2 separate regions of the Mus musculus genome follow, and region 2 is linked to region 1. A link is a contact called in public Hi-C data. All regions are on one chromosome and are shown on one strand. The core of a region is the stretch at or near the end of the contact, and the rest is flanking DNA. Distances in the headings are between cores, read along the strand shown. Region 1 overlaps Ttc28 (tetratricopeptide repeat domain 28). Region 2 overlaps Ttc28 (tetratricopeptide repeat domain 28).

What was found. A called contact is a pair of places that touch in the nucleus more often than the background predicts.
Region 2: a Hi-C map of muscle stem cells shows a contact between it and region 1, with 1.6 times the contacts expected there. The contact joins two enhancer-like sites. A contact is called at or near these places in 9 of 39 promoter capture datasets (the C10 cell line, the HPC-7 cell line, cranial neural crest and 6 more), 4 of 15 datasets of contacts at CTCF or cohesin (CD8 T cells, the NIH/3T3 cell line, large pre-B cells and 1 more), 19 of 484 Hi-C or Micro-C datasets (the N1E-115 cell line, Th1 cells, Th17 cells and 12 more), 10 of 115 datasets of contacts at active chromatin or transcription factors (the NIH/3T3 cell line, PVALB interneurons, differentiating embryonic stem cells and 6 more) and 1 of 9 other capture datasets (embryonic stem cells).

Annotation. Positions count from the first base shown.
Region 1 is chr5:111,005,459-111,010,581 of GRCm38.p6, reverse strand. The region is part of intron 2 of Ttc28 (tetratricopeptide repeat domain 28); the gene reads right to left. Among named protein-coding and RNA genes, the nearest start is that of Mir701, 3.9 kb to the right of the region's middle. Within about 2 kb of position 3,026, at least 16 of the 459 cell types and tissues checked have an H3K27ac peak or open chromatin away from gene starts, as enhancers often do. A contact at or near this core is called in embryonic fibroblasts and muscle stem cells, where this site is marked.
Region 2 is chr5:111,203,125-111,207,636 of GRCm38.p6, reverse strand. The region is part of intron 6 of Ttc28 (tetratricopeptide repeat domain 28); the gene reads right to left. Among named protein-coding and RNA genes, the nearest start is that of Gm35628, 29 kb to the left of the region's middle. Within about 2 kb of position 1,741, at least 69 of the 459 cell types and tissues checked have an H3K27ac peak or open chromatin away from gene starts, as enhancers often do. A contact at or near this core is called in embryonic fibroblasts and muscle stem cells, where this site is marked.

The DNA of each region.
Region 1 (5,123 bases), core at 1,777-4,276:
AAAAACCCAGTATCGTCAACAGTTTAGCTCTTTTGGAGTTGTCAGTCAGTGGGGCCCCATAGACCTCCTAGCGTTAAAGGCTACTGCCATTATTCTGGGCTAGTCTCCAGAACTTGATGGTAAAATCCTACTGCCAAAGACATCACATCCATGAGTCATAAAACGTGGAGAAATCAAGCTGGCACCAACCTGGAACCTTCACCCCTACCGGCTGGCCACTTTTGTACAGTGGGAAGATGCTCCACATGCTGCCAGAGGGGGAAAGCAGTCACGAGCGATGAGTACTGTCAAGTATGAGAGTGACTGTGACGAGCCTGGCAAGACACACCTACTGTTGCAATAATGGCACAGACGTATGAGGCGACCAACCACATTCTGTCTGGATTTAAGAACCATTCCACAAGACAAAAGCCATGTTTGGCACTGCTGGTGGTGTCAAGAACCCTTGTCTAGAGACATGATAGGCCCTCAGAAATAATCTACTACTACTATTCTGCTAATGGGTCATAGCATGAAAAGGACTCCTAATGATTTATGATTACACGTGTGGGCCAGTACATCCTTCAACCCTCATCAGGGAAGCCTCTCTGTGCAGAAGATGAATATTATTACCAAGCCCCACAACTATTCAATGCGCAGAGTACAAGCCTGCACAGTGGTGAGCTCTCAGTGGACAGCAGTTATCATGGCCCCTCCTCCAAAGCTTCAGGGTTCATCAAAGGAAGAGGAGGCAGAATGGCTACAGTCAAACATAGTGTTCCAATACGACCCGACAGCTGGACCTGTGTGTGACATCATGGTGGTCGTGAAAGAATGAGCAAGAGCCATGCAAGATCAGACCAGACCAAACCCCAGAATGGACTGAGGAATGACTGCTGGGGTGGGGGCGAGTTAGTTTTCTTTGGAAATAAAGACATAGGAAGCTACTCGGGCTCTAGGAGACGCCCTGTATCATGCACATACTGGCAACCCTTTGTGTGCCCAGTGGGTTTAAACAGAGCAAACTGTGTTCACATGAGGAGTGGGGAGGGGAGGGACTGTAGGGAAGGGGAGGGGCTGTAGGAGAGGGGAGAGACTGACTCTAGGGGAGGAGAGGGACTATAAGAGAGGGGAGGGGCTGTAGGGAAGGTAAGGGTTTGGAAGGGAGGGGAAGAACTGACTGTATGGGAGGGACTGGAGGGGAGGGGAGGGGAAGGATGGCCTATAAGGGATGGGGTTGGAGGGACTTTAGGGGAGGGAGTGGGGAAATTGATCCAAATCCATGATAGATATGTATGAAAGTCTCAAACAATAGAAATGAGTGGGGGGAAAAAGAGGACACGCTTTCCTTTAAAATAAATGGAAGAGCCAAGTGTGGTGGATACCACATGCCTTTAAATCCCAGGACTCTGGAGGCCAAGACAGGCAAATCTCTATGAGTTAGAGGCCAGCCTGATCTACAAGGCAAGTTCCATGCCAGCCAGGGCTACATAGTGAAACCCTGTCTTAATAAATCAAAATAAATGGGGGCATTAGGTAGTAATTAATACAATGTTTATAGCAGGTTTGGACAAAATTGGTCAATTCTCACTAACTATTTTAAGTGCATAATTTGTTTTATTAAGGCATAACTAATGACTTAAAATTATATTCTAGTAAAATATGTACAATAAGTGCTCAGAATCTAACTCACAAGCTTAATTAAAAGTCTGCCACCCTAGCTCTTCCTGCAAGCAGCTACGGGTGACCTGTAAAGATGGTTCAACTACTCAGTGACCTAGGAAGCCCTATAAAAGCATGCAAACCAACAAGTTCAACTCTTTGTCTTCACTTTATTGCTGCACACGCTTAAAAATGCAGGGTGATGGTGACCGTGAGGGCTTAGATGCAGAGTCTCTAGTCAGCGGACACATCCAAGTGGACACGACACCTAATATGTGCTGATGAATTTACAGAGCTCATGGCTGGATTGGCCCATACATGAGCTCCCCCTGCCACACTGAGATAGATGATCCTCACTAAGAAGGAACAGACTGTTCCAAAGCCAGAAGAGGAGGCTGCATAGAAGAGGAGGATAATCCCTGAAGAAACGGAAGAAACAAAAACTCATGGCACAGGATTAAATTCAGCATAAAATAAAAGCAGATGAAAAGCAAAACAGTCGTTCAGCTGGAGATGAACACTTCAGATGGATGGAGGGTCCTGGGATCACACAGGAAAAGAATAGGGTGTGCCAGAGAACGATCTTGGGGTACTTGAACGGTTAGTGATGCCCTCGGTGTACTTGCTAAGATCCTTAGGTGGCAGAAAAGTAACACCAGATAACTAAGATACCAGATTAATAGAATGCCCTGAGATAAATGTAGAAACCATTATGGAAGAAGTTCAGAAGCTAGCAGAGATGGCTCGGCGGGGAAAGCAGAGATGGCTCCGCTCTGCGAGGAAAGCAGAGATGGCTTAGCTCTGCGGGGAAAGGGGCTTGCTGCCAAGCTTCAGAGCCTGAATTCCATCCCTGGGATCCCTGTGGTGGAAGGAGGGAGCTGCCTTCTGACGTCATGTGTGAGACAGCAAGACCCTGCACACGCATAATAACTAGATGTAGCAGAAAAGTTTAAAGTAAAAGCAGCAAAGACTTCCCCCAGCAGCCACGTGGGTAAGCAGCTGTGATTTTTATTAAGACAAGTAATTGATGACAGAGATTTAAAGGGAAATATCACTTCACTAAATGAAGGCCAAAAACTATTTTCAACATAATTCTAGAACTATCCTCAAGTAATATTTAAATAAAAATTACATGCAGATTTATTTATAATAAGCCACAGCCACCAAGAGGTAAATATGATTTGAAAGTGTCTTATATAAAAAATATATTGCTTTATAATTCCTCAAATGCATATTGCCCCTTGAGAGCCTCGCCATACACCACTTATATGGTCACTGCATGTAGGATGCAGCCCCTCGCCTCTGCCTCTGAAGACCAGAGGACCGTCTGCAAGGCATGGCTCGACTCCATCACTTGAAGACTTCAGAAAGCCTCTGCTAACCTTGACCCGGCCCTTAGGAAAGCCCCAGTGCTGGAGTGAGGGAGCCGGGACATTAAACCAAACAGGAAGAGGGCAGCGAAAGGAGAGATTCAAACTCCTTACGATACAGGCTTTCATTACGCCTGCTCCATCAACAAACGCTCACGGGGCAAGATATATAAAGAAAACATTCACACAAGTGGCATCTATACAGCACAGTCACGATATTAATTCCAGAAGGCAGGGGTTCCCCCCCCCAAAGGAATTTCTTTTAACATAGTCATTTTTTCCCTGTTTGGACAAAATTCAGAAACAGAGGTTTGCTTGCCCAGTTCCACTAAGCAGCACCTAAGGCTCACATGGACCTTCGGAAAAAGAATGAAATCACTGTGTTTTTTGTTGGACAGACTTCCCAAAAGAGCAGACAACACATGGCCTGGTTAGTTGACTCAGAAGTTTACAAGGGCTAGACATCCTCTCTACCTACCAAACACTGCGATGGGTGTGCTCACACGGTTTTCCTACCGAGGCATATGCACATACATTTTCATTACTTTGGTAAGCTATAATACCCCAAGCCAAGATCTCCTGACAGAAAGATGGCCCATCTGACTGCTAATCTACATACCATACAAAGCCATGGGTGCTCTAGCAACTCGGGAGAAGAAAAGCTCAAACCTTTTCAGTGCACGGACAGGGTACAAGTCTTAACCCAGGAACTGAAACCCAGGCATAGCTGTGGCCTGTAAAATACTGGCTGCCACTTCTCCGAATGCTGCTTGCTCCAGGGCCACACTGCAGGACATCAGCTTCTCCTCACAGGGTGTTCCCCTCACATGCTAAATATAGGTCTCCTACCTTTTGTCTGACTGAACGGAGAAAAACCCAGTTTTAAATAGCACACAAGCAATACCTACAGTGAGGGCAATCTCTCAAGATTTGAGCAAAGAAGAATGAAGGGGGGGAACCTTGAGAAGACAGTAATTGGACCGTTGGAGTTTCTCCTCACTAATTATCCCTGAGTGGCCATTAGCTGTGTAACCAAGGAGGAAAGTGTGTCAGCCTTCAGCGAAGCTGTCTTCAGCATGTTATGGAATTGTCCCCTAAGCCGCTGTGTAATTAACTGGCAGGAAAATGCTGAGAGAGTAGAATAGGGGAGCTATAACAGATCAAACGGGCTCAGCTCCACCCTCAGTGACGTCACTGGAACTACTTAGAACTTCACGCATTCCCTCCCCCCAGAACCCTCCAGAAGACAGATTTTTGGACGAGTGAAGAAATAAAACACCAGGCCACAACAGAGACTTACAATTACAGGTATTCAGCCAGGCATGATGGCTTCTGCTGTAAGCTTCAGAGGCAGAGGGTTGTCACAAGTTCAAGGCCAACCTTGGCTACATATTAAGTTTCAGCACAGGCTGGGCTAAAGAGTGAGACCCATGTCTAGAAGGAAAAAAAAAAAAAGCAAAAGCAAAAAAGTACCACCATCAAAGGGAGGTGGGTGTCACAGAAACGTTCAGCAGCATGACCACTCCATCTCAGTGCCTGCTGGGAAGTTAAGGGAACTTGATTGTCATTGGTGCTCTACATGTGGACCACAGCATACTGCAGAGCTCCACCACCCCCAAATCTAAGAGCTTAATAATCTGGAATCAAATATCAAAGAAAAAGGGAGGAAGAGAGGTGGAGAGAAGAAGAGAGGGAAGCCTCTTAACTTCTTGTGGGGCATTCCAGAATTGAACCTATGACGTGTTATCGTGTTCTTATCTACTAGCAATTACTACTACTGAACAACTGTGCGTGTGCCTATAGAGAAGAAGAAACTCCAAACTCACTTGAACATTTAGATTTTCCAATTGATAAATAAACACAACCTGAGACACGTTCCCTTAGACACAGGGGCCAAGACTGCACCTTTAACCCCAGGACTGGGGAGGCAGAGGCCGGTGAGTCTCTGTGAGTTCCTGTCCAGCAAGTGCTACGTTGTGAGGCCCTATCTCAAATTAACCAGCAACAACACTGACTGGGCTGTCACAGAGAGCGAGCAGAGGAATTGTAGCCCTAGACAAGGCTTACAGGGATATCCTCTGGGAGAAGGGTCCAAACAGGTTTGTTTCTTTA
Region 2 (4,512 bases), core at 492-2,991, 200 kb before region 1:
GTAGCTGTGGGGTCAAGATAAAGTTGAGAGCCACAAGGTCCCATCAGCACAAGGTGGACTCTGATGGGAAACCTTAAAGCAGGTACAGCCTGGGGGTGGCTGGGAATGATATACCTGTGATCTGAAATGGCCCTAGAGATGAAAGGGCTGCACATGGCTCTGTCTAAAGAGGCTTTAATGTTGCTGTGAACTGATACTGTTCACACCGACCCACCGATCTCAGCCTCTGGAACATCTGCTTCCAGACTGTCGATCCTTCAGAGGGCGTAGGTCAACCCAAGTGCCACACAGCATCCCAGTAAGAGCTCCATCTATTAGCACTGCCTTTCTGGGGTCCCTGAATCATTTCACAGGCTATACACACACAGCACGGTCATGCTACCCATGACCCAGACGCTCTAGAAATGGCTGCAATCTTCTCAATAAAGGCAGGTTAATTAAATACATAACTAAGTAGGCATGGCTTTATAGCTCTTTTACTTATTCATATAAACAAACCTATAGATCAGAAATATGCATTTCTTCAGGTCAGATTCCTAAGACTTGATTTTTTTTTTACACTTGGAGAAACAGTTACTGGAATTATTTTTCAATTATGGGTTTATTAGCTTGGCCCAAAAATCTAAGACTGGAATTAATATTTTAAATGCAGAAGAGGAGGGGGAAGAGGAGGAGGTGTCCTATCACTAAATAACATGAAACATTGTTGCTATTAAGTCTCAGGACTGTGGTTCTACAGGTCAGCAAGGAGTAAAGAGCAATGTTGGCATTCGAACCCAAGACTGTAGTGGGTCTGACGCTGCTTGCATCCTGTAGCTAAAAACGGGTTCCTCAGTGTGAGGTTGCCTCCTACGAGCAGATGCCATGTGAACCTTCTCCCCATTTCAACTGGTCAATAAAAGGCCAGCGCCTGTGATTGGGCAGAGCCTCGAGGGAGTAAGACAGGACTGGAGGTTCCAGAGGAGGTTCCAGGTTGGGGAAGGGAAGAGGGCAGACACTGAAGAGGAAGCTGCCACGGACCAGACTCCCACTGCAGGGAGAAACAAAATAACAAGGGACTGAATGACTGGGTAATAAATTAGAATAGCCTTCAATCTACCCAATCTAGACATTTGGCTTATAAATAAAATATCTGGATTGTGTGTCTTTCATAGGGACATAGTAAACCAATAATTCTAACAACCCAAGACCAGCTTTCTGGACCTCACTCATCTCTGTATGAGAGGGTGTCCTCGACCATGCCCCTGCACTAGCCCTATCACGGCTATCATGTGTTGCTCTGTTCAGCCTTGTCATCTTTCAGATCTTGTATTTGTTGAAAAACACCAGGAAGAATGTTGCTTTCTCCACCTTTTCTCTTTATGTATCTCAGATACAGTTGATACAAAGCCAATCAGTGAAGGGGCAGGCAGTGGTGTTTGTGTCTCAGCCCCAAGGCGTCCACTTTGTAATCCTTTCCATGATCCCTGTGCTGGTGCAGCCATGAGTGAACAGGTCACTGGGCGATTTGTCGGTGGTTCTGTTCAGAGAAAAAGCAGCTGTCTGCTAGAACAGGGCTCTGGAGCTGTGCTCCTCCTCAGAGTCTACAGCTGTTGTTTCCTGTCAGCCCCAGCCTCAGGGGGAGTCTAGGAATCTGGTCAGATGATTTTGCCTCATTTTTGCCATAGGAAGGACAATTCAATACCAAGACGAACCTCCCAGTGCCTCAGACATTCAGTTCTGTGGCCACTAAGCCCCTGTGACTCACCAACAAAGCCACATCAACACAGGGAACAGTCTTTTCTGTGCTGTGACTCCTCCTCCTCCTCCTCTTCTTCCTCCTCCTCCTCCACCTCCTCTTCCTCCTCCTCCTCCTCCTCTTCCTCCTCCTCCTCTTCCTCCTCTTCTCCTCTCCTCCTCCTCCTCCTCCTCCTCCTCCTCCTCCTCCTCCTCCTCCTCTTCCTCCTCCTCCTCCTCCTCCACCATTTAAGTGATTTTTGCATTTATAGTAGATTCTGCCTCCAGATCTCTGACATTTGACATTGCTGGGTGATGTCCTAATAAAGAAGGGTCAGCACAGTGCCTTTGGTGCACGGGAGTTTCCCTGAGGCTTCACAGTCACCACTGCACCCTGGACGTTTTTCCCTGGGTGCCTCTTGTGATGACTGCTTTATTCAGGCAGGATGGTGCCCAGTGGGGGCTAATCAGCACAGAGGCTGGGGTTGAAATCACAAACCTAATACAGCTTTTCTGCCTGGCTTGAGGGATAGAGTGCACCTGCTGGAGGAGAGGGCAGGAGGCCTCTCCCCACCCCACCCAAACCCCTATGCACATAAGTGCAGTGCTGTTGACCCACCCATTTTGTGCTTTTATAGTCACCCAAATTCTCTTCCTTTGTCAGAATCCATCCTGGTAACAGCTTGAGCAATGCAGCAGTCATGCTATGAAATGACTTGCAAACCACAGACACAAATATTTGGGCCAAGAATGAGGAATCCACTGCTGTCACATTCCATTATTTCTGGTGGAGCAATTCACTAACATTTTGGAATCTAGATCATAAATTATGCAGAGCCTTAGCAAAAGAGCTGAGAACACAAACTGCTGTAATAAAACTCCCGTTACTGGAGTCGTAAAAAGAGAACAAAGAAAAGGCAAAGAAGAAGATGGGTGTAGGACTTCCATGCCGTGCTCTGTCTACCTCCCTTAACCATCCACAGAACAACCATCACACGGCTACACCGTCATCCGAACCATCACTCTAGAGTCCCCACAACACAATAGGCCTTTTGAAGGATGCCTAAACGCCTCACTGTGCATACACCTGAGCCATCTGCACATGCCTGGTGACTCTCAGGGGGTCACTGGCCTTTGGGTTCATTCTGGAGGGAGGTGTCACAGACAAGTGGCCTCCCGTGGAACAGACAATAGCAGAGTCTCCTGTCTCCCAGTCCACTGAGCTTGGTCTCGCAGCAGAATGTCCCTAAGAATGGCAGGTGTCCAAAGATTATTTGAAGGACTGACGGGAAGTAGAACAGGTAGAGAGCAGATAGACAAATGGACAAACGCTGACTAACAACAGATGGGTCAGTGTGTATGGTCACAAAGGTCGGAGTGGCCATTTCACCGAAATCTCTTATAAATATCAGGAAGCTGTTGAGCCACTTTGATGGCATGGGCCTCCTTGTCAGTTACAACACTGCTGGGAAGCACTGCTGTTCCTATCCCCACAGGGAATCTATCACTTGGCAACCATTTAGAAGGCTTCCCTCTTCGAGGCACACTGCAGGTAAGCCAGGCAGAGCTGTGGGGGATCTCCCAGGCGTTGAGGCAGGGAATGCTAGCAGATACTTTGTGGGAACACTGTGGCTCTTGTGATTATTACAAAACATGTTTAGAAGCAAACAAAACAAGATCACACTGAAGGTCCAGAATGTTGAGACAGGAAAAAAGGACTCATGGCTTAAGCCATATAAGGGAAGAAAGTTATTTTTTCACTAGCCTGGAAGAAAACTTGTAGCAAATCCATGACATAAAAGGAGCTGGGTTCTCTCATCTGACTAAGTCAACATCTTCAAGTCTTTCTATTGTGGTTTTGTTGTTGTTTTGTTTTGTCTTACAAAGAACTACTCTGATCCCAGCCTTGGCATCACCTAGAAACCCAGTGAAGGGACAGATGAGGGAGAAACCTGGTGGCTCAGGTTCACTTCCAGAACAGGAGATCTCAATCCTTGCCAAGTTTACAGAGCCTGCACTTTGGGTCTACCACCACGGCCACCCAGAGCTCCTTAACTTTGTTTCACATCTGATATAACTCTCCCCAGACCACACAGTTCCATGCTACAATTCAAACTAGGGCAGGTCTGGAACCTAGACCCAGGTTTTCTGTCCCTGGCTGCCTCCCACCCTATGTCCCCTACACCCCTCCCCTCCCCCAACCTCTCCCTCCCCTGCCCCTGCCACACTCCCACTTCACACTTTTTCAAGAAGATGCTGTGAATTCACCAAGTGTGAGTTCAGACAGCTGGGACTGTACTGTGAATGCTGGGGCCACTGTCATCTTTCTTTGGTGAGAATCTTCTAGAAAGCCAAAGATGCTGGCAGTGGACAACGCCCTCTGCTCGAGTCTGCTAATTGAGATGAGTGCAGACATCTGTAAGCTTATTTTAAAAGAGACAAATCTATGGGCGTGTAATAACAGCAGTACCATTTACTGAGTGCCGCAGTCCCGCTAAGCGCTCCTCATCAATTCACAGGGCGTCAAAGATTAACACACTGAGAGAGACAAGCACTGGGGACTCAGAGGCATCTAAGGGGGAAGCCCTGACATCTGCAGTGCTCACAGCCTGCAGGACTAGCAAGCAGAGCCCTGAGGAGGTCCCCAGTAGGCAGGCACAGATTGCCCATGGGCAATGGAGAGAGCCCATGTGGATCTCAGGAGCCTTGTAGAGCCACAGTGTCCCACAAGTACAACGGAACTGGGAAGGAATCTAATGCCATGCTATGAACTTGGTGAGCTAAGTGTGCTTACTT